Linked DNA regions of Mus musculus: all the other regions are linked to region 1. A link is a contact called in public Hi-C and promoter capture Hi-C data. All regions are on one chromosome and are shown on one strand. The core of a region is the stretch at or near the end of the contact, and the rest is flanking DNA. Distances in the headings are between cores, read along the strand shown. Region 1 holds the start of Toe1 (target of EGR1, member 1 (nuclear)). Region 2 holds the start of Efcab14 (EF-hand calcium binding domain 14). Region 3 holds the start of Ipo13 (importin 13).

Region 1 (2,988 bases), core at 339-2,838:
ATACAGGAAAGCAGTCATATATATTAAACAAACAAAGTAAAAGTTAAAAAAAATCCCACAACTTTTGAGTGGAGATGTTGGTCAGTTAGTGACTGTCTAGGGAACATGAAGTCCTGGGTTCAATCCCGGATCCCACGTGGCTGCACAGTGGGGGCTCATGAGTTTTGATCATAGCATCCATATTGGACTGCTCATAAACCAGCTGTGATATCAGCCCTAGGCTACGGCCAGGGGGATTAGAGGGCTGTGAGATCTGTGTTGGAGGGTGGGATCCGACTGCACTCACACACACGGACCCACGCAGAAATCATACACGGAATTAAAAATAGTAACAAACCTTTTTTGTTTTTGTTTTTTGGAGACGGGTTTCTCTGTGTAGTTCTGGCTGTCCTGGAACTCACTTTGTAGACCAGGCTGGCCTCGAACTCAGAAACCCACCTAATCCGCCTGCCTCTGCCTCCCAAAGTGCTGGGGCTAAAGGCGTGCGCCACCATCGCCCACTACAAATCTTTTTTAAAAAGTCAAACTAGCCGGGCGTGGTGGCGCACGCCTTTAATCCCAGCACTCAGGAGGCAGAGGCAGGTGGATTTCTGAGTTTGAGGCCAGCCTGGTCTACAAAGTGAGTTCCAGGACAGCCAGGACTATACAGAGAAACCCTGTCTCGAAAAACCAAAAAAAAAAAAAAAAAAAAAAGTCAAACTAGAGTGGTTGTGCACACCTATAACCCAGCACTCCAGGTGTGGAGATTGCTTTTTGTTTTGTTTTATAGAGACGAGAGTTTCTCTGTGCAGCCCTGGAGCTCACTCAGTACACCAGGCTGGCCTTGAACTCAGAGATCCGCCTGCCTCTGCCTCCTGAAGGATGAGATTATTGTCAGGCACCATCCCACCCAGCCTGAATTTTTAAAGATAAGTTTGAAGCCTTTTATCTTTTAAGATAAGGAGAAATCTAGGTCGGTGGAGCTAGAGAACACTTCCTAGGATGGGACTGAATTCCGACATTGTTACCACCTACAGGTCAAATTAAGACCTACCAAAACCTTAACTCAAGTGCACATTAATACTTGGGTGAATTATCTTTAAAACGTTCCTGGTCATTTTACCACTTATCTACCTGTGTCCTGTAGAACGCTTCCCTCTCACTTCCTTATCTTTCTGGACTTGTGTCCATGCTCAGGACCCCTTTACTCGGCCGTGCACCCCTCTCTCCCGAACTCCTAGGCTTGCTTTAGCTCAGCGCAGGAGGCATTCTTTCCCCAACCCAGCGCCGAGAAGCCTGCGCTGCCCATGCCAACCCTGAGTTTGTGTAAGTGAAACGATCGGCTGTAATTTTAAGATTCCACGTTCCCGCCACCACAAATGAAAGCACAGATTACCTCCTGCGCAGTCTCCGACCGGCCGCTCCCAAGAAACCCCGAAGGGGGCGTGGCTTCGGTCAGTAGGACCGTCCAGCCAATAGACACTCAGCGCGCGCAAGGCCCACGCTCCGCACCCCGCCCGACCACTCGGAACGGAAGTTGACCCTACGGGACCCAGACGCCGAGACCCCGCCCCATCCTAGATCCGTGTCGCTTCTGGAGACGAAGCGGAAGTCTCTGCGTACCTCCAGAAGGCTGGCGAGGGGCGTCATGGCCGCGGACAGTGACGATGATGTGCCTCCAGTTCCAACGCCCTCTGACGGTGAGCGGCTCCCCAGGGATGGCCACAGAAGCCTAAGGGGTCCTGGGGAGGGAAAAGCCTCGGCCCGGTAGCTCGGAGACAGGCCTGTAGTTCTTCTTGCCTCAGCTATCTTAGACTACAACTCCCAGTGTGCAGCGCGTGCAACTGCAAAACCCGAACTGTTGTAGAGTGGAGCAGTGAGGTGGGATGGGTGGTGTGTTTTGGACGGAGCCGGTGGTTGTCAGTCGGTAATACCAGAGTGCGTAGTCGTCCACAGTAAGTGGAGCTTGGGTTTAACTTTGGAGCACTCCGGTAGCTGTTGAGGCATCATGTATATGTGGCTTTATGGGATCGGTTTGTGTTTGAGATAGGAGCATGCTCTGTAGGCTAGCCTTGAACTCGTGGTCCTTCAGCCTAATGCTCCCTAGTCCTGGGATTACAGGCTGGAGGATAAAGAATCCTCAAAGGTTATCTAGTCCACTTTTCTCCTGATCATGATGCAAAAAAGAAATGATTTCCCAGTCCCACATAAAGGCACTAAAAGACACAGATGCCCTTTTTCCAAATTTAGGGCACTGCCCATTTCAGAGCTTGTGTTTAGAGCTGGTAGATGTAAAATCTTTAAGTGAAAGCTTGTCAGTGGGCACCCCTTTGCCCACATCTAGCTTGGTGTTTGCTCCACAGGGACCTTGTGAAACCATCTAAATCCATCAACGCCCTTATCCCCAGGTGGTGTCAACAAAAACACACAACCTGCAGAGGAGTTTGTGGTTCGGGTTCCTGTGGTAGACGTGCAGAGTGACAACTTCAAGGAGATATGGCCATCACTCTTGCTAGCCTTAAAGACAGCTAGCTTTGTGGCTGTGGACACGGTGAGGAGTGGGAGGAAGGGAGGGCAGGTGGCTGTGAAGTGTTTGGTGATGGGTGTGGAAAATAACCACACTTCCTTTACCCACCCATAGGAGCTGAGTGGGCTCGGGGATAGGAAGAGTTTGCTGAACCAGTAAGTATAAGCCTTGCCTGTGATCCCAGCTCTAACAAATATGTAGGTCTCAACCCAGAAGCTAGGGACTGCCAGCCCTGGTAGTTTGGGTTCTTTGTGAAACTAACTCATGCCCAAACCCAACTCTAAGGTGCATTGAGGAACGTTACAAGGCCGTGTGTCATGCTGCCAGGACCCGTTCTGTCCTGTCCCTGGGCCTCGCCTGCTTCAGGCAGCAACCAGATAAGGTAGGAATTACCTTCATCCCAGGTCTGAGGGAGGCATGGGGCCTGAGAGTTGAGATCTTAATGGTGGAAATTTTTCCTCCCAGTTTTTGGTAAAGTAGAT
Region 2 (3,352 bases), core at 138-2,637, 1.1 Mb after region 1:
AATGCCTAGCCCCAAGAGCCTCTCTGCTCCTCTGTCTCCATGAGTAACCTTTTTAATTCCTTCTTGGGCTATGAGCCCATTCCCCAAGTCCACACTTCCACCCTAGATTTGAAGCTCTTGTTAGACATTAGAGTGACTGCTTACTCTTTATTAAGAGTTAGAACTTGCCCTGTCCAACATCCTTTCTCCCTGTTTTCCAAGGCCTACTTCCCTTTTTCTTCCAAGGGACTCCCCTCTCCTTCTCATCCATTTGCCCGGCTGGTAGTAGTGCAAGATGCCTTTTGCCCATTTCAGCCCTCCCCACTGCTACACTCACTTGACAAAACGAGAGCGATTTCCAATTGCTCCAAATTCCTCTTCGTCTGTGCTGGACTCTGAGTCTGAGTCAGGAGGCTCAGTGCGAAGCAGGCGGTGGCTGCCTGAGCCTTGCTTGGTCTTCTTTCTCCGATGGTCACCAGCCAGGCCGATCAACGCATTGAGCTCTTTGCGCTTTTTCATCTTTTTGTGGGGGGTGAGTGGCGGGCCCACTCCTGAGCTGCCAGGTTCGTAGCCAACACCCAACTCTCTCGCTGACTTGGAGCTGCCTTCCAGGGTTGGAAATCCTGGGCCTGAGCCCCCTGATCACTCCCACCCAGAGGTGGGACTGACCAGATCTACTGAGGGCTGGAGAATAGAGCCCAGAGAAAATTGGACTCAGGTGGATGGGGGATGGGGGGTGGGGGAAGTTACATAGAGATGGCCAAGGAACTGGAGATCTAAATGGATAAATTTCTGAAACAACTATTACCTGTCAAAAGGAAAACGAAACAAAACAACCCGCTAAGTCAAGCACGAGATTCTAAGTCGTGTAGGCAACCAATATTTCTAGGAGTGCTCCAGAAAGCGGGAGAAAGATACACAAAACTAAGGTACTTTAGATCTCTGGGACAAGATTCCCAATGCAGAAGGAAAATAAACTTGTTTTTGAATGGGAGGAGAGGAGACTTTGCAGAGCAGGCAGTGGGAACTCGCTGATCCTTAACTGGAGAGGTGGTGACAGGAGAGCGCCAACACTGCCTGGGCGCCTAGAAAACTCCCAGGCCGGGACGCCCACCAGGATTCGGGATGATCACCTTCCCGTGGCTTCTGTCCTGAGTTTGTAGAGACCCGCGCGAGAGGAGCGGGAGCCCTGCTGCTAGGGCCTGGAGGGGGCGCAGTGATGAGGGGTGACCACCGCTCCGCCAGCCTGAAGTGTTCCGCCACCAGCGACTTCCGCAACTCACACGCGCCGCGGCCAGTCCAGCCGCGTCTCCGGCCCCTGCTTCGGTCGCGACTTCTCTGGATGTGCTGGCGGTGGCGGCCGCCGCAGGCTCCAGACCCGGGCCATAGCTCCAGTCTTAGCTCACTTCCCCTTTGGCAGCGGCCCCGGGCAAGGCTTGCCAGTAAGCCGCGCCCCCATTGGGCGCCCCTTGGTGACGTCACGCAGGAGGGCGCGTGTGGTGCTGGGGAGGTGGAACGTTAAAGGGGCCGCGGCTCTGGCTCGTGCTGGGTCTGGAGCCACAGTTAGTAGGCCCCGCCCCTGTCGGACCGCGGCTGACCGCATCAACTTACAGCGGAGGCAGAGTTTTGCTTGCTGAGAAGCAGGGGCGGGGACTGGCACCCGAGGCTCCACCTTCTGAAAAGTTCTTGAAAGACTCCATCCCTCTTACTCTTAGGTTCTTTAGGCTCATTGTTTTAATGGCCCAGTTGAATAATTCATCCGTCCTTCCATCCATCCCTCCACCCATCTATCCATCTATCCACCCACCCACCCATCCATCCAATAAATATTTACTGGTGGTGAAATATCGAGACTATTCTAGCTCTGGGGATGCTGCCATAAACACAATAACCAATGTGTTTTCCTTTCTGTATAGAGTTGCCAGATTTAGCAAATAAAATACTGAACACTAGTAAATTTCCAATACCAGATAAACAGTGATTTTTGGGGAGGGGGGAGGGAGTTGGACAGAGGCTTTCTATGTAGTCCTGGCTGCCCTAGAGCTAGCTATGTAGACCAGGCTGTTCTTGAACTCGCAAAGATCTGCCTGCCTTGGTCCTGAGTTCTGGGATTAATGGCATGCATCCTCACACCTGGTTTAGCTATTTTTTTTTTAAATTATAAGAGCCCTCCAATATCTATGACAACTTCATATTGAAAAATAATTCATTGTTTATCTGAAATTTAAATTCAATTGGGCTTCCTCTATTTTATCTGCTCATCTGCTCCAGCTTGTATTTGAGCATGAAAGCAACAATAGGCACACATATTACACTTTAGAAGTGGATGCATATTATGAAGGAAACCCAAATAAGATAGGGTGAGGCATGCCTGTTGTCTTTGATGAAGGGATTTTTGGGCATAGATCCTTAGGAAGCCAGAGAGTAAGTAAAATGGTATCATGAAGGAGTGCTCAGAAAGACCTGGTTTGGAAAAAAAAAAGTGATAGGAAATGAAGTTACAGAAACATCAGGAAGTAAACCTTGCAGGGTTTTGTAGAAGGAGTTTGAAAAACCATTGAGGAACATACTCTGAATTTTCAGTTTATAGAAGATGACTCTAGGGGCTGCAGAGATGGCTCAGGGATTAAGAGAGCACTGACTGCTCTTCCAGAGGACCTGGGTTCAATTACTAGCATCTGCATGGCAGCTCACAACTGTCTGTAACTCCAGTTCCAGGAGCTCCAAGGCCCTCATATAGACATACACGCAGGAAGAACACCAATGCACATAAAATTAAAAATAAGTAATTTTTTAAAAAAAAGATGACTCTGACTACTGTTTGGAAAATAAACAACAAAAAGAGAGGGAGCCAAGTATTTCTTCGGTCTGGATAGACATGAAGAGGACAGCGGAGTGGCAGTAGTGGGGATGGCCAGTATGCTGTATGCTTCTTGTAGATAGAGTTAAAGATATTTGTCGGTGGATTAGATGAAAGAAAATTAAAAAAAAAAAAAAAAAGGAGCCATGGACAACCCTAGAAGTTCGGAACGGTGCTGTGAGAAGAGCCTTGCCATTTGTCGAGAAGGGGGAAGGTTTGGGGACAAGGTCAAGAAGCCGATGATTTGATATCTAAATTCGAAATCCAGTAGGCTGCTTGGTATTTCCATAGGGAATTCTGGGCAGGAACGATGGCCTAAAATATAAACTGGAAACTCAGCAGACGTCAATGATATTTATAACATGGTGCGTTGAGCTACCTGGAAGGAAACCAAAGTGATTTAAATCCCTATATTCTCACTGTGGCAGCTGCACACTGCCTTTGCCTGAGGAAGCCCTCCTAAAGCCCAGGTGTGTGTCTTGATTTGCCTTTAAGTGTGGAACCCAGTGGTAA
Region 3 (3,134 bases), core at 282-2,781, 1.1 Mb before region 1:
TAAAGCCCTGTATAGTGACTCCAGCTCTTGTCTTAATCTGTTTCCTCCCCAGGTTTACAAAATTGCTGCTCCTCCTGACGGTATGCCAGCCCTTCTTATTCTTACCCAACTTTGCTACTGCTAGAAGGCTGTGTTGGGAAGAGTTTAGTCAATAAGGAGAGAGAAGCCATATAGTAAGCCCAAATTGAGCTTAATATAATTTATCTAAAAAAAAAAAGTTTTAGGCTGGGCATGGTGGTACATAACTTTAATTCTAGCACTTTGGAAGCAGACACAAGTGGGTTTCGGTGAGCTGGAAGCCAGCCTGGTCTACAGAGTTTCAAGATAGCCAGGGCCTCACAGAGAAACCCTGTCTTGGAAAAAAAGAAAAGAAAAGAAAAAGAAAGATCCTTCTGTTTGAAATCATTTCCTTTCCTGCTGACAGGAGTCAAGGAAAGAAAAAGTTGAGCATGGAGAGGAAGTGCCTGCTGGGAGCAGGGCTTGCCTTCCTCCAACCTCAATTTCCCCATTTTAGCTGAAGACAATGAATAAAAATACCCACTCAAGCCCGGGCTACATAGTGAGATCCCCGCTTGAAAACAAAGAAGGTGGAGGATGTGGTTCAGTTGACAGGGTGCGCGGGAGGCACAGCACTTCAGACACCCATCTTGGTGGCACACTCCTGTAATCCCGGGAGTGCTGGGATTAAAGAGGTACACTCCCCACCCCAAGGCAAGAGACTCCATCTCAAAACAAACCAACCCGCCACAGCAGAATAGAGAGAGAACAAAACCTAAGGTAAAGCCATGAGCTATTCTTACTTGAAACATAATGAAAACCTTAACGATTTCCCTTCTCCTCCTCGTTTCACACACACATACACGCGCGCGCGCAGAATAATATGATTTCCCGGTTGCTCCCGAGCAGATCCACAGTGCTTTTTTTTTTTTTTTTAATTGTGGGGCACCAAGTAACTCCTATCTTTCCTCTTCTTTAGCGGGTGCTGATGGTCACCAACACAACCAGTTCCCTGTGCCTGAGCGCCGACCAAACGTGACCCTCTCCCCTCCATTCTTGGCTTCCAACTCCACCCAAAGGCCCCATGAATCACGTCTTCGCAAGAGTTGCACTCCTAGGCAATGTGACTGAGCAAGATGGTCCTCTGCCCTAAGCCGAGAATAGGATAGGGTTCCATAGGACCCCCAACCCACGTGCTCCAAGCCTCCCTCCTCAGGAGCCACCTTCCGGTCCGACGAAAACTACATTTCCCAGGGTGCATAGAGGCGGGTCCTTGCTTCAGGCAGGGGCCCCTGGCGGTGTGCCGTTCCGTCGCCTGTTCGGGGGCGCGCGAGCTAGCACGAGGACAGGGCCAAAGACCCGGAATGAGTTTCCGCGTAGTTCCGCCGTGCCGTGTCTCGATGTGCTTGGCCGTGCCGGGCCAGGACAAGCGTGGGTGGGGGCCTAAGTTGGTGGTACTGGCGACAGGCGCTCGGGACAGCCCGAGTCTTGCTGAGGTCCCCGCCCCGTCCCGGCCGGGCCGGCCTGTCTGTCAGTCACTGGGGCGGAGGCAGCGACCGTAGCGGGGCCAACGCCGGGAGGCGAACAGATCGCGGGCCAGGCGAACGGAGGGGACCTATCTCAGTCCCCCAACTCTACCGACTCTGCCCCAGACTCACGAAACTGCAATCCCGTGCTTCCTTGGACGTCTCCGTATCTCGCGAAGGGCTCTCTCCCGGGTGATCTCCCAGCCCCCCTGACCTCATAGCATCTAGAAGCTCGTCCAGACTGGGGTGTTATGGGTACAGGCCGTTGATTCTGTGACCCCTCACGGGCCAGGGCCTCTGTTTCCCCTATAGGCCTCCCTCCCCTATGACTTTTGATTCAAGGGACAGAGCTGTGACCTCCCACTAGGACCCTTGTCTGGGAGTACCTCACGGACGCCTCCCTTCTGGGAGCCGCCTTAGCGGGTCCCTTTCCGAAGAGCACATCTTTTGACCTCTGCAACCCACTCCCCCTCCAAACGAGGTGGGCAGGCCTCGGCAGCCATGCCCGCCCTGGGCATCCCCTCATCCCACCACCTCCCGGGTACTCAAGCCGGGGTCTAGCAGGGGGCCGACAGCCAAAGGGCTGGGGCAAGAAAGAGATCAGGGTCCACCTCCCTGCCAGGCAGGGAGCAAAGATGGAGCGGCGGGAGGAGCAGCTGGGGGCTGCAGGGGCTGGAGCAGCACCAGCCTTGGACTTCACTGTGGAGAACGTGGAGAAGGTATGAGGGCCTTGGGGTGGGCACTCCAGTGACAGAGCAGAAGTTCTGGGGACTGACACTAATGCCAAAGCTCAGACGCGGGCTCAGTGCCCGCTGGGATGATGCCCCCAGAGCACCTGGTATTTACCATCTCTCTTGGGCAGCCGGCTTGGACAGCAGTGTTGCAGTGCCTAATGGGCTATTTTGGGCTTTCTGTAGACACAGGTCCCCTTTCGGATAGATACTCTAGGATCTTAGGTTGTTCCCTGTAGGGTGCTGAAGGGTTTAGACTTATAACCAAATCGGCTCCTGCCCAGATCCAGGAGAAAAGCAGGCGGAGTTCTGGAGGGAACCAGAAACTCACAAGACCTGCCACTCAGCCACCCCCACCCCCACGTTAGAAACCACACGGATGCTGAATGATCCTGGACCCGACTCACTTTTTTTCAGTCAAAGGCTCACAAAGATATCTGGAGCTAAACCCGTCTGAGTTATATGTTCATTTATCTTCAGAAAGGGTCTTTTCCTTATTGGATGGAAGTCAAACCGGTCCTGGACAGGCAGGAGTGTGCCTGGCTCTCTTGTTTTGTGCTGGGTCCAAGGGGCTTGGCTCTGCTGGCAACTTTACAGGGCCCTTCCTTCCTTACCTGCCCACATGGCTTTCTGCCATGGCCTCCTTCCAGACTTCTCCATTGCCCAGGCCATCTTTTTCTATTCTATTCTTCTCCCAGCAGCCTGGAATGCAGGAATGCACCCGCCCCACCCCCAATACTCCCAAGGATGATCCGAGAGGTAGGGGTATCCTACTGGATAGCAAGGGGCAGTCATAGAAAAACATTTGTTGTTCTTGAGGCTTGTTTACCTAACAAATGTTGAGAACACATATCTTCTTGTTCGGTCTCTTGTCTCCTTT

Evidence for each region. A called contact is a pair of places that touch in the nucleus more often than the background predicts. Capture Hi-C pulls out chosen DNA fragments and counts their contacts.
Region 2: a contact with region 1 is called in a Hi-C map of CD8 T cells, with 4 times the contacts expected there. The contact joins the promoter of Efcab14 here to the promoter of Toe1 in region 1. A contact is called at or near these places in 1 of 39 promoter capture datasets (pre-B cells), 1 of 484 Hi-C or Micro-C datasets (CD8 T cells) and 2 of 9 other capture datasets (adipose tissue and liver).
Region 3: a promoter capture Hi-C map of adipose tissue shows a contact between it and region 1, with 4 times the contacts expected there. The contact joins the promoter of Ipo13 here to the promoter of Toe1 in region 1. A contact is called at or near these places in 2 of 39 promoter capture datasets (erythroid cells and pre-B cells), 1 of 484 Hi-C or Micro-C datasets (CD4 T cells) and 1 of 9 other capture datasets (adipose tissue).

What each region holds. Positions count from the first base shown.
Region 1 is chr4:116,806,159-116,809,146 of GRCm38.p6, reverse strand. Toe1 (target of EGR1, member 1 (nuclear)) reads left to right here and starts at 1,588. Exons shown (of 8, transcript NM_026654.2): 1 at 1,588-1,679; 2 at 2,388-2,530; 3 at 2,621-2,661; 4 at 2,792-2,888. The coding sequence starts at 1,628. Mutyh (mutY DNA glycosylase) reads right to left here and starts at 1,413. Exons shown (of 16, transcript NM_133250.2): 1 at 1,376-1,413.
Region 2 is chr4:115,735,805-115,739,156 of GRCm38.p6, reverse strand. Efcab14 (EF-hand calcium binding domain 14) reads right to left here and starts at 1,387. Exons shown (of 11, transcript NM_001368627.1): 1 at 317-1,387. The coding sequence starts at 498.
Region 3 is chr4:117,913,396-117,916,529 of GRCm38.p6, reverse strand. Ipo13 (importin 13) reads left to right here and starts at 1,531. Exons shown (of 20, transcript NM_146152.3): 1 at 1,531-2,242. The coding sequence starts at 2,159.